2 separate regions of the Mus musculus genome follow, and region 1 is linked to region 2. The links are chromatin contacts, called in public promoter capture Hi-C maps. All regions are on one chromosome and are shown on one strand. Each heading gives the region's core, a stretch centred on a gene start, on an enhancer-like site or on the middle of the called end of the contact. The rest is flanking DNA. Distances are from core to core; before and after follow the strand shown. Region 1 holds the start of D1Pas1 (DNA segment, Chr 1, Pasteur Institute 1). Region 2 has its middle 86 kb from the start of Rrp15.

Region 1 (4,308 bases), core at 112-2,611, 130 kb after region 2:
GTTAAAGATCCTAAAAGAACCCATGAAAACAAACATCCTTCATCCACTCTCTTCTGTACTCCATACATCATATTCAATATATAGTGTCATATTGGTCAGTCATTTTTGCCTAGATTCTAAAGCTTCTGAGAGAGAGAGAGAGACAAGCCCTATTTTCAATTAACATTTATATATGGCAGAAGCAGGATGTACAACATCTATTATGAAATAAACCAGTAAAGATCTTTTCTGTTGCAGTTATTAAACCCCTTTAAAATTTTATGTGTCTATGTATGTGCTTGCGGTTTTATATGTGACTGCTGGGGTGCCAGAAGGGGGCATCAAATTCCCCTGGAACTAACGTTAACAGCAGTTGTGAGCCACCAGATATGGGTGCTGGGAAACCAAGTCCCCTCCTCTGCAAGAGCAGCCAGTGCTCTTAAGTGCCGAGTCATCTTTCCAGATTACAAATATCTTGCACAAAAACGAGTAGCACACATTTCGCACCATCCCTTAGACTTCCAAGGGAACCCACGGTCAAAGCCACATCTTTAAACACTATTTGGCCCAAATCACCCAAGCCCTCTCTCCTTGCCCATACTAAGCAAGATGGCCAAGGTGTTTATGCAGAGCAGGAGCCCCTCCAGCAGCCCTCAACCTGCACACCAGGGAGAAGAAGAGCTGGCTACAGGAGCAGGGTCCATGTCAAGTCGCGGATCTGGGGTGAATTCCACTCAGGTTTGATCTGTGGAGTTAAGGGCTCTGAATACCCGGCACTAGGAGATGCAAGGCAGCTGGTTTCCGTGTGTCGTTTACTCTGTGAAACCAGTGCTACCACCAGTCATCAGTGCCCTTTCCATGGCCTCCAAGCGGGGTCTGGGCAATTGTGGGGTGGCCCCCTCCACCTGGTCAACAGGTTCGAGCTTTCTGTCCTTACTTGGTCTTAAGGGAAACACATTCTCCACTCCCCTTTACCTCCCCGACCCCACCCTGGCCACCAACCGCCCCTTCCCCCTACCCCGCCCCCCATTCCGAACACTGTATTCAAGCAACCGTTTCCTACTGCACAAAATGGCCACTCCACGGGACACCTGTGGCCACGTGACCCGCTGCCCTCTTGGTTTTGGGCCTCTTTCCGCCTAACTCCGGTTCCAGAAAGGCTGCCCTCGGAGAAAGCAAGAGCTAATTAAACCGGAGAACCCCCACAGCTTGGAAACGACAGGAAAAGGTGGAGCGCGGGAGAGGACAGAAGGACAAACCCCAAAACACAACAAAAAACAAACGCCATAGTGAGCAGCGGAGAGCCAAGAGGCCTGCAGGAACTTTCAAGGCCTCACTGCTAGAGGGCAGAGTTCTCGCGAGATCTTGAGGACTTCCAAGGCACGCACGGAGGAAATCGCGGATTAGAGGGAAGGTGAAGTTCAAGCCAAACAGGACAGCGGTCGGGTTGATCGACGTTCCGGGGGCTCCGGGCTGCCGTGTACATCTAACTCCATTATGAACTCAACCGAGTGCTGTTCCGCCGCTGTAAGTCTGACAGGGCGGCGGGCCCTGTGACCGCATCGCGGGCGATGGCGCGCTAGGCCTGACCAGGAAGTCTCGCGAGATTAGAAATCGGCGCGCAGGAGCTGCGGCGGGCAGAAGCCATAGCGTTAGCTTGGAGAGAGGCCGTGAGAGGGACGGGAGGCCCGCGGCGCTGGCAGAGCGGGCTTTGGGGGAATCAGGTCGGCCACTGGACGGACAGACGGACGGACGGACGCGCCGTTCACCCCACAGAGGACCTCTGAGGTGAAACCATAGCTCAGCAGAGGCAAGCCCCAGAGTTCTCCGTACTCTTCAGGGATGAGTCATGTGGCAGAGGAAGATGAGCTCGGGCTGGACCAGCAGTTGGCTGGCCTAGACCTGACGTCTCGGGACAGCCAGAGCGGGGGCAGCACAGCCAGCAAAGGGCGCTACATCCCCCCTCACCTGCGGAACCGGGAGGCCGCGAAGGCGTTCTACGACAAAGACGGCTCACGGTGGAGTAAAGACAAGGATGCCTACAGCAGCTTCGGGTCCCGCAGCGACACGAGAGCCAAGTCCAGTTTCTTCAGTGACCGCGGCGGAAGCGGCTCCAGGGGAAGGTTTGACGAGCGCGGGCGGAGTGACTACGAGAGTGTTGGCAGCCGGGGAGGTAGAAGTGGCTTTGGCAAATTTGAGCGGGGCGGGAACAGTCGCTGGTGTGACAAAGCAGACGAGGATGACTGGTCGAAACCGCTCCCACCAAGCGAACGCTTGGAACAGGAACTCTTTTCCGGAGGCAACACTGGGATTAACTTTGAGAAATATGATGACATCCCGGTTGAGGCGACAGGGAATAACTGCCCTCCACATATTGAAAGTTTCAGCGATGTCGAGATGGGAGAGATTATTATGGGAAACATCGAGCTCACTCGTTACACACGCCCAACTCCTGTGCAAAAGCATGCTATTCCTATTATCAAGGAGAAAAGAGACTTGATGGCTTGTGCCCAAACGGGGTCTGGAAAAACAGCAGCTTTTCTTCTACCTATCTTGAGTCAGATCTATACGGATGGTCCAGGTGAGGCTTTGAGGGCCATGAAGGAGAATGGAAAGTATGGGCGTCGCAAACAGTATCCAATCTCCTTGGTCTTGGCTCCGACCAGAGAATTGGCCGTGCAGATCTATGAGGAGGCCAGGAAATTCTCATACCGCTCTCGAGTTCGTCCTTGTGTGGTTTATGGTGGAGCTGATATTGGGCAGCAGATTCGAGACTTGGAACGTGGCTGTCACTTGTTAGTAGCTACTCCAGGACGGCTAGTAGATATGATGGAGAGAGGAAAGATTGGACTGGACTTCTGCAAATACTTGGTGTTAGATGAAGCAGATCGAATGTTGGACATGGGCTTTGAGCCTCAGATACGAAGAATAGTTGAGCAAGACACCATGCCTCCAAAAGGTGTCCGCCACACTATGATGTTTAGTGCTACCTTTCCTAAGGAAATACAGATGCTGGCTCGGGATTTCTTGGATGAATATATCTTTCTGGCCGTAGGAAGAGTTGGGTCTACTTCTGAGAACATCACACAGAAAGTCGTGTGGGTGGAAGAAGCAGACAAGCGGTCATTTCTGCTTGACCTCCTGAATGCAACGGGCAAGGATTCCCTGATATTGGTGTTTGTGGAAACCAAAAAGGGTGCAGATTCTCTGGAGGACTTCTTATACCACGAAGGATATGCTTGTACCAGTATCCATGGAGACCGATCTCAGCGAGATAGGGAAGAGGCCCTTCACCAATTCCGATCAGGAAAAAGCCCAATTCTCGTGGCTACAGCAGTAGCTGCAAGAGGACTGGATATTTCCAATGTGAAACATGTCATCAATTTCGACTTGCCTAGTGACATCGAAGAATATGTGCATCGCATTGGCCGTACAGGTCGTGTTGGAAACCTTGGCCTTGCCACCTCATTCTTCAACGAGAGGAACATAAATATTACCAAAGATTTATTGGATCTTCTTGTTGAAGCAAAACAAGAAGTGCCATCTTGGCTAGAAAACATGGCTTTTGAACACCATTACAAGGGTGGCAGTCGTGGACGGTCCAAGAGCAGATTTAGTGGAGGATTTGGTGCTAGAGACTATCGACAAAGTAGCGGTGCCAGCAGTTCCAGCTTCAGCAGTGGCCGTGCTAGCAACAGTCGCAGCGGTGGAGGCAGCCATGGCAGCAGCAGAGGGTTTGGTGGAGGTAGCTATGGAGGCTTTTACAACAGTGATGGATATGGAGGAAATTATAGCTCCCAGGGGGTTGACTGGTGGGGTAACTGAGCCTGCTTTGCCATAGGCCACTCTACCAAACAAATACAGAAAACACTACATGTAATGTAGCCAGACTATACCTGATATAGCTTCAAGAAACCACAGAACAGTGCCTCCTGTGATTCCCCATTGAATACTTTTTAAGGGAGCTTAAAGTGACAAGAAGAAAGGAACAATCCAGAAGACCCATTCAGAAGGTGGTTTAAAGACTTGATTGTTGTAGTTTGGATTAACTCTCCTCTTACCCCCATCCTACTCTGCATTTATAACTTCATGACTAAGGATCATTTGTTTGTTAATGTGCTGTACCTTTACTTTAGACAACTTTTATTCTGATGTCCCGTTGGCTCAGTAATGCTTAAGATATCAAATTGTTTTAGCAAAATAAATTTTCTGAACTTGGGCTAAGAAAACAAAGGGACAGGTATTTGTTATGGGAATGGGACTGTCCTTAAGTACACCTTAGGTACTCTAAGGAAGGCAGGGGTGAAGCCCAGGATGAAGGATGGCATT
Region 2 (4,538 bases), core at 26-2,525:
GTCTAATCAGTTCAGCGGTTGGCGGGCAAAAAAAGAAAGAAACGGGGATGGGGGAGTCTCTTTTTCTAAAAGGAGGCAGCCGTACCCTTCCTTACACTTGGACTGCTGTCCTCCACGCCTGCCTCTCCCCGTGTTTCCTGCCTTCCATTCTCCGTTCTGTTTTTCACCAAGGCCTTCCTTTCTGTGGTCCCTGCTGCAGCCGCTTCCCGTGCTCTCCCTCAAAGCCGGTCTGGCTTCCCCATCTCTGGCAGAGCACCTCCTCGGATGCTGATGTCTTCCGGGGCTGCAGGGTCACTTTGCTCCCGGCCTCCTCCACTGCTCGCGCCCCGCCCGCACCTCCCCTCCCCGGCTGAGAACCCTCCCTGTCACCCGTGGGCCGCCTACAAAATCACTTCAAGGGCACTGGAACTTAGAAGGACGAGACAAAGCTTGGGCATATGGTCCAGTCCCCAGATGTTGCCTTTCTTCTTCCCAGGCCCACCTCCCCCTTGTCTGCTGCTGGTGCAGCCTCACGCCCCCATGGCCAAGTTCACCGCTGGGGAGAAGTGGCTTCATTCTGGTTAAGTCTTTTGTTTTTTCTGGCCTTCCTTCCTAGCTGATTAGCACCACAAAGTAGAAATTTCCCTGAGCCGAGTGATTGGTGTTTTAATTCTGCAAGAAAGGGACCTCTTGTTCGTGAACAGGACGTGGGGTGCAGAGGAGGGACGCGGAAAGACGAGGTGCTATGCCCGCACAGGACGCATCTGAGTGACTTGGGCCCTGGCCACCCAAACTGTTGTCCCCAGGCCTTGGCATCTCCTCTGTCCCCGCAGGAGTGCGCGAGTGTGGGTAAGATGTATACTCGTGCAGATGACTAGTCACCCCAAAGGAAAAAACGGAACTAGTCTCAGATCCGGGTCTTGGGGATAACTGCTCCCGCTCACCGGGGTGCGTCCTGGCACCTCCGGACCCCGCCTGCAAGTGTTCCTCGACTGTTAGGTGACCCCAGTTTGGGCAGGCGGGAACTTCGCGCCTTGGGTGGAAGTGGCAGTCCTGTGATCCGCGCTCTGGCTCATCCAGAGAAAGAGGCGGGCAGGCAGCCACCTAGTGCTCCCAGGACCAGCAGAAGCAACCGGGCCCCACTGGGCTCCCCTATTTCTGACCCCTTGCGGTCAGCGGGTAGCCCCTTGATAAGCCAAAATGCTTGTGGCGGAGAGTCACGCACATGCAGGCACCGCAGCTCTGGGTGGAAGAACTGTTGCCTAAGAACAGACTTGCTGGCAGCTGGCTGTTCACTGCCAAGCCCCCAGTCTCTTAGTCATGATGGATCCGTGAGCGTCCAGAGCTAGCGCGCCCCCTCCCCCTTCTTCATCAGCTGCCTTGATCTCTGCAGAACCACCCAACTTTCTTGGAGACCGTCAACAAAAGCGTGGGGAGCGTGGGTCTTCCGCAGGCAAACAATGAAAAAACCGAGAAGCCTGTTTGCATACGCATTACCCTGAACCCGACTGCCAAGGAAGAAGCCACCGGCATGCAGCAGGACTCATCTTATCTTGCCTGTTTTCATTTGTTTACATTGGAGGACAGTGGAAAGAAATAATACTGCCCAGGAAAAATAAAAAGGCAACCACAACCTCTTCCACTCGTTTTTTTTCTCTGAGCATGTCTGAATGTCCTCTGTGAACCCTCGGACAGTTCAAAATAATAATAATAAAATAATAATAATAATAATAATAATAATTTTTTTTAAAAAAAAAGCAAATTCTAACCCACGAAAGTGAGATTACACATTTAGATATTTTGTTATTGTGCTCGCCGAACCCCATCTCAGTGATGAGCCTCTGTGAGTGTGTCCTGTTTTAGTTTGGTTTGATCTGAAATGTCCAAACCGCTGATACTAATATTTTTTAAAAAATATTTAGTCATCTTTGAAACCTAAGCTCAAAGTATATAAACCACATACCCAATAAAATCTGCTGTGAAATTTTTTACTCTTTTGCAGTAGAAAGCAGGGTTCTGTGCCAAATGACCAAATCAAAGAAAATATTGATTGCTATCTAAAAGACACGTCACAGTGTATTTCACCATAAATATCTTCAGTAAGTGGTTGAATTAGCAGAAAATTATTTAAACTGTCCATGTTACAATTGCAACTTCTTCAAAAGCAGATCATGGCAATAAGTTAAACCATTTAATCATCCAATTTGTCATAATTAAATCAAAGGTTTGGAAAAGAACAACAGGGATGTGTGTATATGGATTTTTTTTTCTTTCTTAAATTTAGAATTCATAGTCTTCTTGGACAAAAGCTGGCCTTCGACCTTTTGTTCTTTTTTTCTTCCATGAGATCATAAAAAAAGAATGTATTGTGGCTGGGTGAGTGAGACATTTCCCGAAGAACGACCACGACAGCATCTTCTACTTATCTAAACTAAATTACAGCTTAATAATATCCAGTCTTGCTGCGTGGATGCTCTCGCACACCTGAGTGGCCAGGGCATCTTACTGCCTAATTTCTCTTTTGTATTATGTCTTGGTAATGAAAATACATTATTATTTCTCTTTAAAATCCCTCTTTGCCCCCTCCCGTGTCCAAGTTCTGAAAATTCTCAAACCAGTCCTGAGAAATACAAATGCACAAAGCGACAGGCGAAGCAGGCCCCGTGTTCAGCACTCAATCATTTCCTGTCACAGGTGCAGCCACTATGCGTTATCCCGCCATGATTGATAGAGTGGGTTTCTGCAGACTGGGGGAGCCGAGGAGGCTCAGACGGGGTCCTGTCATTTGGGCTCCATTTCATGCTACCTGTAGGGAAAAGCAAATTCTTTGTGGGGATTGGCTGTTTAGTGAGTTTTAAGTTTTACTTCCTCCTATATAATAGAAAGGTCATATTCCCTAAAAGCGAAGTATAGCTTTAAGGTTGATCTTAGAACAGACGTCATGCTAGGGAAATCAAGAAGGGTAATCATAACACAATAGACCTTGTTCCATGTAGCCTGTAAGTGTGCTACAGAACACACCTACAGCCATGTGTCTTATTACTGTGTTAGTAATTACTATTTTTTAAATCCTAGTGTATTAACAGAAAAATAATAAATGCCTTATACTCCCAGATGGTCACTTGAACTTGATGGCTGTATCAGAAGATTAAACAGAGGAGTTGATGTTGTTATGAGTTAATTCACTAGAAGATGAATTATGATATTATATTCCATTCAGTAATAAACAGAATCCTTGACTAACATCCAGGTTCAGGTGTTTGCATAAAAACGCAAGACAAAAAGCGGAGTCTTTATCATCCTACGTGTGGCTATCCCTCCCGTCAGCTGGGGTGAGGGTTTTTCTGTGTTTTCTTTTGCTGTGATCAGCCAACATCTTAACTTAATTAATGTAAGATCAAGGCTGACAACCATCACACTCCTGTTATGCAAAACTGTACAATCCTCCAGGTCCTTCACTTCGTTTTGAAATGGCTAAAGGCAAACTGATTTGCATAAGGAGATCTCAGATTTTAAAATGTAAAACTTCTTGCAATGGGATTATTAAGTGGCTTTCAACGATGCCCCCAGATGTTCAGGCACCACTGCAATGCTTTAATATTGTTCTTGTGGGTTTTTTTTTTAATATACACAGTCTAATCGATTGTTTAAAATGATAGAACTGGGGAATTAAATGACTTTTTAAATGTTCCATTTTTGACGGCAGAACGTTCTTCTATATCAATACGTCTCATTTTATAACTGCAGTGAACAACATGTGTTTTGCTGAAAATTTCTGCTAACAAATTATGATCCCAAAATGTTCATTTTTAAAAAGCTGACAAATTATATCCAAATAAAAGCAGGAGCAAGCACTGCAGCTCATAAATCTCTTGCTAGAAAAGGGACCACATTTAGAAAGATTTTTTTTTCTTTTACAAATTTTCCCTGTGATTGAGACAATCTGGCAAGCTCAACATTTAAAAAATATCTGATGGCTCAAATCAACCATTTAGGTTAAAGTTTTTTTTTTTTTTTTTATAAGAAACATGTATAAAGATGCACTAAATATATACTAATGGTAATTATATAGAAATTTTTTTTCCTTTTTAAAGCAAGATTAAAATGAGAAAGGATAGAACAATATAGATGTTTCTCAGTCAGCCATCAATGTTTAGGAAGTTCTTGGAAATCACTGTACACAGTAGCAAGCAAGTGCCTACATCCACGCAACTGTGAAACTATTGTACAAGCTCAAACACTGTCTGTCATTACATCTTTAAACCTTGATGTAATAGCTTTATTTTCATCATTTTTTAAAAAGCAAGTCTTTAAATATTCAGTTGGTTCTTAATTATTTTAGCTGTTAGGAAAGTGAATTGTCACAAAGATACAGTGTTAAACCACACACCACTTTATTGCAATTAGCGTTTGGCTGTCCTGGATTCATAGTTAACTCTGTCTGTTTTGTTTTATGTTAACCGTCAAGCAAGAATAGTAGTTATGAAGTATTCATGATACAGAATATTCCATCAGCATTTGATTTATCATCAGATGAAAATCGTCCTCAGAACAACAGA

Evidence for each region. Promoter capture Hi-C pulls out the DNA fragments that hold promoters and counts their contacts.
Region 1: a contact with region 2 is called in a promoter capture Hi-C map of trophoblast stem cells, with 4 times the contacts expected there. The contact joins the promoter of D1Pas1 here to the enhancer-like site in region 2. A contact is called at or near these places in 14 of 39 promoter capture datasets (the HPC-7 cell line, cranial neural crest, embryonic stem cells and 4 more), 4 of 15 datasets of contacts at CTCF or cohesin (embryonic stem cells, liver and stem cell-derived epiblast-like cells), 89 of 484 Hi-C or Micro-C datasets (the AML12 cell line, the C2C12 cell line, the CH12 cell line and 26 more), 17 of 115 datasets of contacts at active chromatin or transcription factors (a beta-TC-6 cell line, embryonic stem cells, epiblast stem cells and 2 more) and 2 of 9 other capture datasets (embryonic stem cells and pancreatic islet).

The regions. Positions count from the first base shown.
Region 1 is chr1:186,966,055-186,970,362 of GRCm38.p6, forward strand. D1Pas1 (DNA segment, Chr 1, Pasteur Institute 1) reads left to right here and starts at 1,362. Exons shown (of 1, transcript NM_033077.3): 1 at 1,362-4,308. The coding sequence starts at 1,822. The coding sequence ends at 3,804.
Region 2 is chr1:186,833,261-186,837,798 of GRCm38.p6, forward strand. No RefSeq gene overlaps it. Among named protein-coding and RNA genes, the nearest start is that of Rrp15, 86 kb to the left of the region's middle. Within about 2 kb of position 1,276, at least 48 of the 459 cell types and tissues checked have an H3K27ac peak or open chromatin away from gene starts, as enhancers often do. A contact at or near this core is called in the AML12 cell line, differentiating embryonic stem cells, epiblasts and 2 more, where this site is marked.